Linked DNA regions of Mus musculus: regions 2 and 3 are each linked to region 1. Evidence: chromatin contacts called from public HiChIP or PLAC-seq data. All regions are on one chromosome and are shown on one strand. The core of a region is the stretch at or near the end of the contact, and the rest is flanking DNA. Distances in the headings are between cores, read along the strand shown. Region 1 holds the start of Ist1 (increased sodium tolerance 1 homolog (yeast)). Region 2 overlaps Phlpp2 (PH domain and leucine rich repeat protein phosphatase 2). Region 3 overlaps Phlpp2 (PH domain and leucine rich repeat protein phosphatase 2).

Evidence for each region. HiChIP or PLAC-seq counts read pairs in DNA pulled down with a chosen protein or histone mark.
Region 2: a contact with region 1 is called in a FOXA1 HiChIP or PLAC-seq map of pancreatic cancer cells. The contact joins the enhancer-like site here to the promoter of Ist1 in region 1. A contact is called at or near these places in 2 of 39 promoter capture datasets (the C10 cell line and liver), 2 of 484 Hi-C or Micro-C datasets (the N1E-115 cell line and embryonic stem cells), 3 of 115 datasets of contacts at active chromatin or transcription factors (embryonic stem cells, epiblast stem cells and pancreatic cancer cells) and 1 of 9 other capture datasets (adipose tissue).
Region 3: an H3K4me3 HiChIP or PLAC-seq map of intestinal villus epithelium shows a contact between it and region 1, with 5 read pairs. The contact joins the enhancer-like site here to the promoter of Ist1 in region 1. A contact is called at or near these places in 1 of 484 Hi-C or Micro-C datasets (embryonic stem cells), 4 of 115 datasets of contacts at active chromatin or transcription factors (bone marrow-derived macrophages, embryonic stem cells and intestinal villus epithelium) and 4 of 9 other capture datasets (adipose tissue, liver, macrophages and 1 more).

Annotation. Positions count from the first base shown.
Region 1 is chr8:109,691,569-109,694,780 of GRCm38.p6, reverse strand. Ist1 (increased sodium tolerance 1 homolog (yeast)) reads left to right here and starts at 1,487. Exons shown (of 10, transcript NM_028018.2): 1 at 1,487-1,597.
Region 2 is chr8:109,944,188-109,947,399 of GRCm38.p6, reverse strand. Phlpp2 (PH domain and leucine rich repeat protein phosphatase 2) reads right to left here. Exons shown (of 19, transcript NM_001122594.2): 19 at 2,729-3,212. Among named protein-coding and RNA genes, the nearest start is that of Marveld3, 16 kb to the left of the region's middle. Within about 2 kb of position 1,434, at least 74 of the 459 cell types and tissues checked have an H3K27ac peak or open chromatin away from gene starts, as enhancers often do. A contact at or near this core is called in pancreatic cancer cells, where this site is marked.
Region 3 is chr8:109,889,282-109,892,493 of GRCm38.p6, reverse strand. All of the region lies in intron 2 of Phlpp2 (PH domain and leucine rich repeat protein phosphatase 2), which reads right to left. Among named protein-coding and RNA genes, the nearest start is that of Phlpp2, 22 kb to the right of the region's middle. Within about 2 kb of position 1,488, at least 9 of the 459 cell types and tissues checked have an H3K27ac peak or open chromatin away from gene starts, as enhancers often do. A contact at or near this core is called in embryonic stem cells and intestinal villus epithelium, where this site is marked.

The DNA.
Region 1 (3,212 bases), core at 238-2,737:
CTGAAGCTTTATGGCTGCCATTTTACCTTTATACACATAGGCATTTCTTACATGAAAAGATTTTATACAAAATAACAATATCTGATATGTATGCCTTTATTATCTAATGACATTCATCTGAAAAAAAAAAAGGATTGGTTAGTTTGAAACTGTATCTAAACAATGTCCACACACATTCGCACCTTCGGTTGGGTTGTCCCTAGGCACTTTAAATATGAACAACCTGCCCCTTAAGTGCTGCGATACTTTTCTATCATCGGAGCCAAACAACAGCCATCTTCAGGAATGTAGCTGTGCCCAAAGATCATCATATTTGAAGGAGGGGCCAAGAGGGTCTTGGAACCCTCACCTGGGTATGCCTGCAATCGATACCAGCTGTTGAACGTACTTCCGCCCTAATTACGTGTAGCCTGGGGAGGGGCTAGAGTGTGGGCTGGAGAGCAGTAGGGAAGTGGGCTCCATCCATGCCAGGAAGCCTTCATTTCTACTGGATACTTTCCAGTGCAAGCTTATTTGAAGGAGAGTGATTACTCACTTGCTTGTTAAGTGACTTGTCACCTATGGTCTGTAAATGAGCCCAATAAACTAATTTGTGCTTCAGGGGAAATTTTTCTATCATTGTACTTTGTTGTTGGGACTGTGTGTGTAGAAAGTGTTAGCCACAAATGTCATGATCTCATTGCAGAACTACAATTTTTCTATGCAAATATTTTGCTGGGGGAACGATCTGAACATTTTATGGGAACCAAATATTGTGTAATTCTAAGGTCCTAGTATCCTGGAGCTTTGAACAGCGGCACATGGTTACAAGCCAGTTATTTTCAATTCATATTATCCTCCCAAAGTAACCTGCAGTCCTCGTTTTACCACTGACCCAAGACAAGCCACAGTTTTGGTCTTGATAGCTGTGGCCTCATAGCAGGGCCAAGAGCCAGAGAACAGGAAGGCTCTTTCTCGCTTTCAAGCCCAGAAAAGCCTCTGAATACAGATACAAAATAAGAGCGAGAGTGGAGGCTGTGCAGAGTACATTAGTGAAGGTGCGGGGCGGACAGTGTCGGTGGAAAGAGAGGCGGTGGAGGAAAGTCGGCTCCACAGCGCTGAATCTCGCCCAACCATCCCTCCGAGGTCGGAGTCCCAGGACCGACCGACCGACCGACCGACCGACCGGTGAGCTAAGTGGGGAAGCCAGACTCCGCTCGGATCCGCGGGCGTTTGCGAGACAGTCTGCAGCCGGTTTTTCCAGGGGCTGGAAGAATCTGGAACAAGGGTACCGGGCACAGAATCCAGGAGAAGCCTCCACCCGCCCCGCCGCGCCCGGGGCAAATTGCAAGGCGCGCCCTTAGCAAATGACTCAACCCACTGCGTGACGTTAAGTGTCACAAGTCAGGTCCCACGCCTCCGCCGTGGGAAATAGTCCCTCGCTCCGCCCCTTGTTGTGTGCGCAGCCAATCCCTGCTAGGTAGGGCGTGGCTAACACCGCCCCCTTGGATTCCTCCGCTCGAGTCCGCGGTGGGGAGGTCGAGGGAGTCGCCATTTTGGATGCCGAGCGGCTCCTCGGAAGTCGGCTTCTTCCGTTTTCACGTCCGGATCCCTCCAGGTGAGCGTGCCCTCCTTAGACCTAAGCATCTTTGTCTCCCTCTTCCATCTACGTCCCGCTTTTACGGAACCCCAGCGTTAGTCTGTAGGACCGTGAGGACAAGCCGTCCGCGCCGTGTCAGCGGGGGAAGCCCTGGCAGTCGGGGTCAGGCCTGAGGTCGGGCTCCGGCCGTGGGAGGAGGTGGGACCGCCTAGACAGGTGCTGGCGTCGCTGTTGCCCCCGGCATGAGCCGGGCACTGAGGAGACACCCCTCTGCAGTGCGGTCGGGTCGGGACCCTGAGGGAGGCCTTGTCCCCACCGCCGCGGTTGCTGCGGGGTGAGTCAGACCAGGAGAGCCCGAGGGAGCGCTCCTCTTCCGGGTCCTGGGGTCAGGCGTGGCCCTCAGGACCTTGAACTTGAGCTAGGATGCGGACCGGACCAGGGCTGCGGCCGACTGATGTCAGGGGGAGGCTACGGGGGCTTATTGTGTACAGTCTGTTGTTGTTGAATGGCTCCCGGGAGGAGACTGTCATTTCTTTTGTTGTGCCTTCTTGGTGTTTGTTCTGGTTTTGTTTGTTTTTGTTTTTGTTTTTGTTTTTTTGTTCTTACGAGAACAAAACAGTATAATCCCTCCATCAAACAATCAACCTGTGTTTCATTGTTTCAGTCAGACTTTTCCATTTCCATATGCATGTCTTTTTCCAGCTTAGTAAAATATTAGTCGGTACATTTGTTAACATCTCACACCCTTCAAGGTTTTTTGACCTTCGTGGGGGAACTTCACCGCATCCTTGTGTTTAAGTCACGCGGCTTCTTAACATTTTCACTTGATAAAAACAATGCTTTCTTCCCCTGATTACTTTCGTAGCCTTTCTCTTTTTCTTCTTGTGCCTCTGGTTTCTAACAAGACCCGAGCCTCTAGAGTCCTTAAGTAGACTCTGATCCACTTAATTTAGGCTCTAATCGGGATCAGGTCCCAATTATATGTAACCTTTTGTGGTTTAAAGTGCCAACACTTCCCAAAACGAAGTGTAGTCTATGAAAATTATTTCATGTGGAACCCTTAAATTACTGATAACGAGGTTTCCTTTTTTTTTTCTTTAAATATTTATTTTATGTGTATGGTGTTTTGCCTAGACCCTTTATCTAGGGTCCCAGGCATATCTGCATCATGAGTGTGCTTGGTGCCTGTGGAGTTCAAAGAGGGTTTCAGATCCCCTGGAACTAGAGTTATTGGGCCGTTGTGAGCCACCGTGGGGGTGTTGAGAATTGAACCCAGGTCCTCTGCAAGTAAGCACCAGGTAGGCTAGGAGCTGGATTGAATGACGAGGAGGAAGGCTCATGTGGTGGCTAGGCATTTAGAGGCCCTTGTGGCCAAGCCTGGTATAAGTTGATCCTTGGTACTTGCATGAAAGAGTACCCACAACTGTTCCACGCTTGTACTGTGGCCCTTGCAAATGCATATGCACACGTGCACACACACACATCAAAGTTTGAAATTCCTTCTTCCTTAAGTTGGCACTCTCAACTGTTTGCTTCACAAACTCATTAGTAGCCAGTACCACAGTTGTTATTTTTCTGGTGTTCTGCCTGCTAGATTGATGAATTGCCAAAGGGGTATATTGAGGTTTCTAAC
Region 2 (3,212 bases), core at 185-2,684, 250 kb before region 1:
GGGTTCAAATGAGTAACTCCCAGTGGCCAGAGGAAAATATTTTCCACTAGCTGTGCCATGTACATTTGTGGGGAGGAAGGTTATGCCATTGGAATTAACTTTTGATTTTTCTCTTTTAAAATACAAGTCCTTGATGGCCAGAGGGATGGCTCAGCAGGCGAAGGTGCCTGCTGCCAAGCCAGATAAATGGCCTGAGTCTGACCCCTGGGGCCCACATGGTGGAGAAAGAATGGACTCCCTCAGGCTGTTCTCCAAGCTTACACCCTGACATCTGCACTCACACCCCATGTAGAAATCGGAAAACAGGGGCTGGAGAGAGATGGCTAGCTGGTCGAGAGCCATTTACTGCTCTTGCAGAGGACTCTAGGTTCAGTTCCCAGCCCCTAACATGGCAGCTCACAACCATCTGTAACTCCGGCTCCAAGGATCCAACCTGCCTGAGGGCACAGGCACACAGGTCATGCACACGCAGGCAGGCAGGCAGGCAGGCGAACATCCAAACATAAAATAAAAACGAAGGAATTCTTAAGAAATGAGGCAAAGCTCAGGGAGAATTAATCAGGGAAATCTCTATTGTCACCCTTGGCCTGGTAGTGATTAGTGTCCCGCACTAAGGCTTGATAAGTGACAAAGAAACTTTGACAATCGCCAAAATCACATGTGTGCCCTTCAACAAAAGACTGGCACCCCCAGGGCACTGTTTTCATGATTTCTCTGTGTTCCTATTGTTATCTCTGCCCACCTTGGATCTTTCACTGGATAAGGTAGACTGACTATGTGACCCCAGCCCTGTGTCCGGTTGGCTCCTGGGTGGCAGCTCCTCTTCTGATTAGAACCCATCAGGGAGTAAACTAACCACACTGCCACAAGTCCAGAGTTCAGTACTAGAAACCCTCTAGCAAACCCGATGGGATTCACTATTTGTCGGGTTACGCTGACTTGTCATTCGTGTGCTACAAATGAGGAGGCAAGGTCCAAGAAGGGCAAGGGCTGATGTTCCTTACCAGCGACTCACTGCAGAACATTATTGTTCAGTGGTATAGAAGTTCTTCCTATCTACCACTTTGGCACAAATGACCGAAGCTGTGACTTCTGTTCAATGTTAAACTGCTTTAAACAGGTTAACTTTCCCACAGTCACAAAACCTGTAAGCAGCGGAGATAAGACTTGGACACAGAATAGAGGGATGGCTTAGCAGTTATGAGGATGCTTTTCCCAGCATCCAATCAGGTGGCCCACAACCTCCTATAACTAAACCTCCAGGGGACCTGCTATCTTCCTCTGGAGTCCACAAGCACATGTGCACACACACACACACACACACACCCATAATTAAAAAGAAAAATAGATCTTAAACACACACACACCACCACCACCACCACCACGGCCCTCTGAGTCATAATAGAGGTGTGTTACAAGTAACAGACAAGTCCTTGTGGCCTTCAGGACGCCGTGGAATATCACTGGCACTGGAAAACAAACTTGAGACCACTTGTGCCACCTCAGCCCATATATCACATGGGACAGAGGTATCAAGAAGCGGGGGTACAGTGCTTGCCTGGCAGGCACACCGAAAGAGCTGAGTGTGCTGCCAAGAAACCAAGTGTTTAAAATGTTGATTCCGGATGAAGAGGAAGCCTGAAAGATGACTTCAACACGGCCTTTACTTGGGCTGAGAGGTAGCTGATCTTGTTTGAAATCCACAGACTAGAAGACACTTGGTGAGAGCAGAGAGAGCAGTAAGCTGGAGGCTTAACTGGACGCTAATTCTCTTGGAAAGCAACACTCACCAAGTCTAAAGTCCTAATGCTCCACTTTAACCTCATGGAAAGAACGCTGCCCAGGGTTGCTTAGCTACCTGACTCCTGCGGTGCCAACAGCTGTGATATACTTAAGGAACTTAACGGCTCATAAACCGGTTTCCTCAGCTAATAGCCCTCATTTGACAACTATGCTGCCTATAGTGACTTTTTTTGTGTCTTACTCGCCCCAAGCCATGGCTGGCTTCAGACTTCTGAGCCTCCTGCCTCCACCTCCTAAGTGCATTTCTTCAACCATAAACTTTAGTGAGTCATCTCTGTTGCCATTCCAGCAGAAAACGGTGCTATGGATTGGGTGTGGTCTGTGTTCTCTACTGTCACAGAAGCCTTGGCCGTGAGATGCCTGGTGCTCTTAGAAACATGACTCATTGGTTACTAGGGTTGACCAGGTCTATCTGGCTGAGCGGCGACCCCTTCCTTCTCCACTCTTCCCTGCGTCACTCCAGAAACAAGCATCTCCCTCTTCACTAACTGCCTGGGTCAGATACTCTGTTATAAGGGCACAAAGCTGACTAGCAGAAAAAATATATACGCTATTTTCATACCGGGGGTGGGGCGGGGGGGGGGAGAATCATTCATTTTGGAGGTCTCCCACGCTCTGGGCCCACACCCACGAAGGATGGGCAGCAGTAACTGGACCTAACAGGAAGTTATAAAGCAAAATGAGGTTGAGAGGGGTAAGCTGGAGGGCAAAAGTGGGGAGCAGCCATGATCATATTTCCTTGTATATCTGTATGAGGTGCTTAACAATAAAGCAAGCATTTTTTTCACTGTCTTCATGGTGTCAGAAAATAGGTCTTCCATGTTCTTTTCCCCCAAAGTAGAAAAGTCCTAAACATATTTTTAGTAAATAACCTAGTTATGCATATAATTACACTTCCTCATAAAATATTCATAAAGCACAGGCATGGAAAAGATATCCCATTTTATTTTATTTATTGTTTATTATTATTTTTTACAAACAATAGATTTGCTGCAACATGCTCTGGCTCATATTATTGAATTAAAAAATTTAACACATTTCAAAAATATCAAAAATACACTATAATGAGTCTTAGGACTACAATACGACAATGATTGCACAAAAACCATAAGATATGAGCCCACTGTTTGGATGACATCCACTGGCAACAGTGAGAAAACCCGATAGATAGCATCTGGGAGAGGTGCGAGAGAGAGAGTTAGACACAGGGAGCGAATGCTGACTGGCTGATCACCAATGACGGAACACAGCAGATGTGACGCAGCCGCTTCTCTCAGTCTGGGGAGTACTTGCCCAACCTCGGGGCCAAGTTACTACCTGGAGAGAAAGATTAGCCTGCCATGGGGAGTCGAAAAGGCTCCACCCAAAGGGAAGTGAAGAGCGGCACGGGACAGTTCTACAGTGATGCT
Region 3 (3,212 bases), core at 239-2,738, 200 kb before region 1:
AGAAACCCTGACTAAGAGCCAGATATTGTGGTGCACACCTTTAGTCCCAGCTCTTGGGAGGCAGAAACAAGATCTCTGTGAGTTCAAGGCTAGCCTGGTCTACATAGAGAGTTCCAAGACAGCCGAAGCTACAAAATAAGACATTGATTCAAAAAAATAAAATAAAACTAATACAACAACAAATAAAAAAGAAATATAACGGGTTGGAGAGATGGCTCAGTGGTTAAGAGCACCGACTGCTCTTCCAAAGGTCCTGAGTTCAAATCCCAGCAACCACATGGGGGCTCACAACCATCCGTAATGAGATCTGACACCCTCTTCTGGAGTGTCTGAAGACAGCTACAGTGTACTTAGATATAATAATAAATCTTTTAAAAAAAGAATTAAAAAAAAAAAGAAATATAACATACTTACCTATAAAGACAAGTTATAAAGGTTAGTCTTTTATATTTGAGTAACTATAGTACACTGACACAACAGGATTTAATTAAAAAAAAAAAAAAAATATATATATATATATATATAATGAAAACAGTAATCACTACAAAAGCTGCATACAAACACCTGCATCAAAATAAGAACCAAAGAGGAGATGGTACACCAAAAATAAACCAACACCTGGGCTTGCCTTCCTCCTGCTCAGTTTAGTTGTCTGTTGGGCTTGCTGTTATAACCCATGCTAGCATAGAAATCCTGACAATTGTGCCTTAGCCTCCAAAGTAGTGGACTTCTAAATCTGTCCTACCATGTCCAGCTCAATATGTCTTCTAATTACCAGTTGTTGTTGCTGCTGCTGCTACTAACACGGGGGCCAGAGGAGAACATACAGCACATAAGACACACAGTATTAAACTTTTTATCAGTACTTATTTAGGCAGCAGAGTTTTCTGAGACAAGGCCTAGATACAGAGAACTGGCTGCCCTGGAACTCACTGTGGAGTCTGGATTCATCTCAATCTTGCAATGGCCTTGCTCTCTACATCTCCCAACAGCTGGAATTTTAAGTACAGGCCACTGTAATGGTTTGTGTACATGCTCAGCCCAGGGAGTGGCAATATTAGAAGGTGTGGCCCTGTTGGAGTGGGTGTGGCACTGTGAACACGGGCTTTAAGACCCTCATCCTAGCTGCGTGGAAGCCAATCTTCCACTAGCAGCCTTCAGATGAAGATGTAGAACTCTCAGCTCTGCCTGCACCATCCTGCCTGAATGCTGCCATGCTTCCACCTTGAGGAAAGGACTGAAGCTCTGAACCTGAAAGCCAGCCATAAATATATGTTGTCCTTTATAAGACTTGTCTTGGTCATGGGTTCTATTCACAGCAGTAAAACCATAACTAATACAGAAATTGGTACCAGGAGTGGGGTACTGCTGTGATAGACCTGACCATACTTTTGTCTGGAAGTTTGGGGACCTTGGATTTGGGAAGCAGTGGAATGCTTTAAATGGGGCTTGCTTGATGGGTTATCCTAGTAGGAATGTGGAAGGCTTTGTTAGTAAGAGTGATTTGAATTCTTCAGACCTCGCCCAAGAGGTTTCAGTGGAGAATTTCTATATGTAGCCTAGAGACTGTTTTTGTAGTATTATGTGGTTACTTTTTGCCCTTGTCTGAAGAGTCTCCTGAGGTTAAGGTGAAGAGACTCAGATTAAACTGCATTGACAAAGGAAGTCTCAAAAAAGCCCAGCAGAGACTGTGTACTCTGGTTAAGTTTCATGAAGAACATTGTAAACAAGCATAGCAAGCTGAGAAAAGAAAAATACAAAATATATGGTTCGAGTATTAAAGGGGCACGAGGAAGTGAAAATGGAGTTGAATCCTGTGTTCAAGGATATTAAATTGAATTAAGGGAGTAGTGACCTAGGGGCAAGATCCCATCCAGCTAAATTTAGATCAAGGCATGCTACTACAAGCCTTTAATCCCTGGAGGCAAAGACAAGCAGATCTCTGAATTCAAGGCCAGCCTAGAACAGAGCAAGTTCTAGGTGAAGAAAAACTTAAATCTAGGCTTGGTGGACCACATCTTTAATCCCAGTGCTTAGAAGACAGGCATGCAGATCTCTGAGTTCAAAGTCAGTCTACAGAGCAAGTTCCAGGACAGCCAAGCTTAGGCAGTGAAACAGTTAGAAAACAGAAGGCTGGTGATAATGTAATATAGCAAGGGGGTCATGTTCCAGCCCCAGCAAATGGCAGCTTTGGCCATGTGGCTCTCTGGCTTTAGAGTCCAGAATAGAAAGGACTACTGGGACAATTGATGCAGGTTAGCTGGAACTAAGAAATTAGTGGTGATTAAGAAGAGACCAGCATTACTGAGGTGAAATCTTCTGGGAAGTGTTTTCTGAGAGCACAAAGAAGCTTTGTTCCAGAGATAGCCAAGGTTGTACCTCGTGCTGCAACTATACTTGGTAATGTATAAGAGTTACCCAGGTGTTACTGGTTTTGAAGGCATGAAGGGGTCATGGAGAGCAGCTGAGGTTTGGTACTGTGAGAGGTCATAGAAGGCCATTGGTAAAGGTATAGCCTCAGTTGCAGTTGACAGCCTAGGACTGAAGGGGTCATGCAAAGGATTTGAGGCTTGGCAACATGAAGAGAGCCTATGAGAGGCTATTGGTGAAGCCTAGTTGCAGCTGAAGACCCCAGTGTATTGAAGATGCCAGTACCATGAGGGATCACCAAGAACAGCAGCAGCAGTGGAGTGGATCAACCTGAGCTTAGAGTGCTACAGAAGACAAAGCTGGAGAAGTGATGCCAGCCCTTGGGAGGAGCCCACAAGATCATATGTGGATCCAGACACTGAAGTTGCCTTGGGAGACCCCAAGATTTTGAGATTTCAGATCAGTGGGCTATCTGCTGAGAAAAGCTGCTAACAGGGAGTAGAACCAGCCCAGGAGAAAGAAGTTTGCTGCAGTCAACAAAGATGAAAAAGGAGCTGGAGATCTGAAGACTGCATTGACATCAGCCACAGAGATACAGAGTTTGGAGTTTGCCCAGCTGATTTCCTGCCTTGCTTTGGGGATTACAGTTAAGTGATTGGATAAATCTCAGAAGAGACTTTGAACTTTGGACTTTTTGAACTTTTAACATTGTTGAAACTGCTATAGACTACAGGGACTTTGGAAGTTGGACTAAATATATTTTGCATTATGCTAAGTTTATGTATGGCCCCTATAGACTCATATGTTTAAACAAACCTATAGGGGCCAAGGAGTGGGAATGT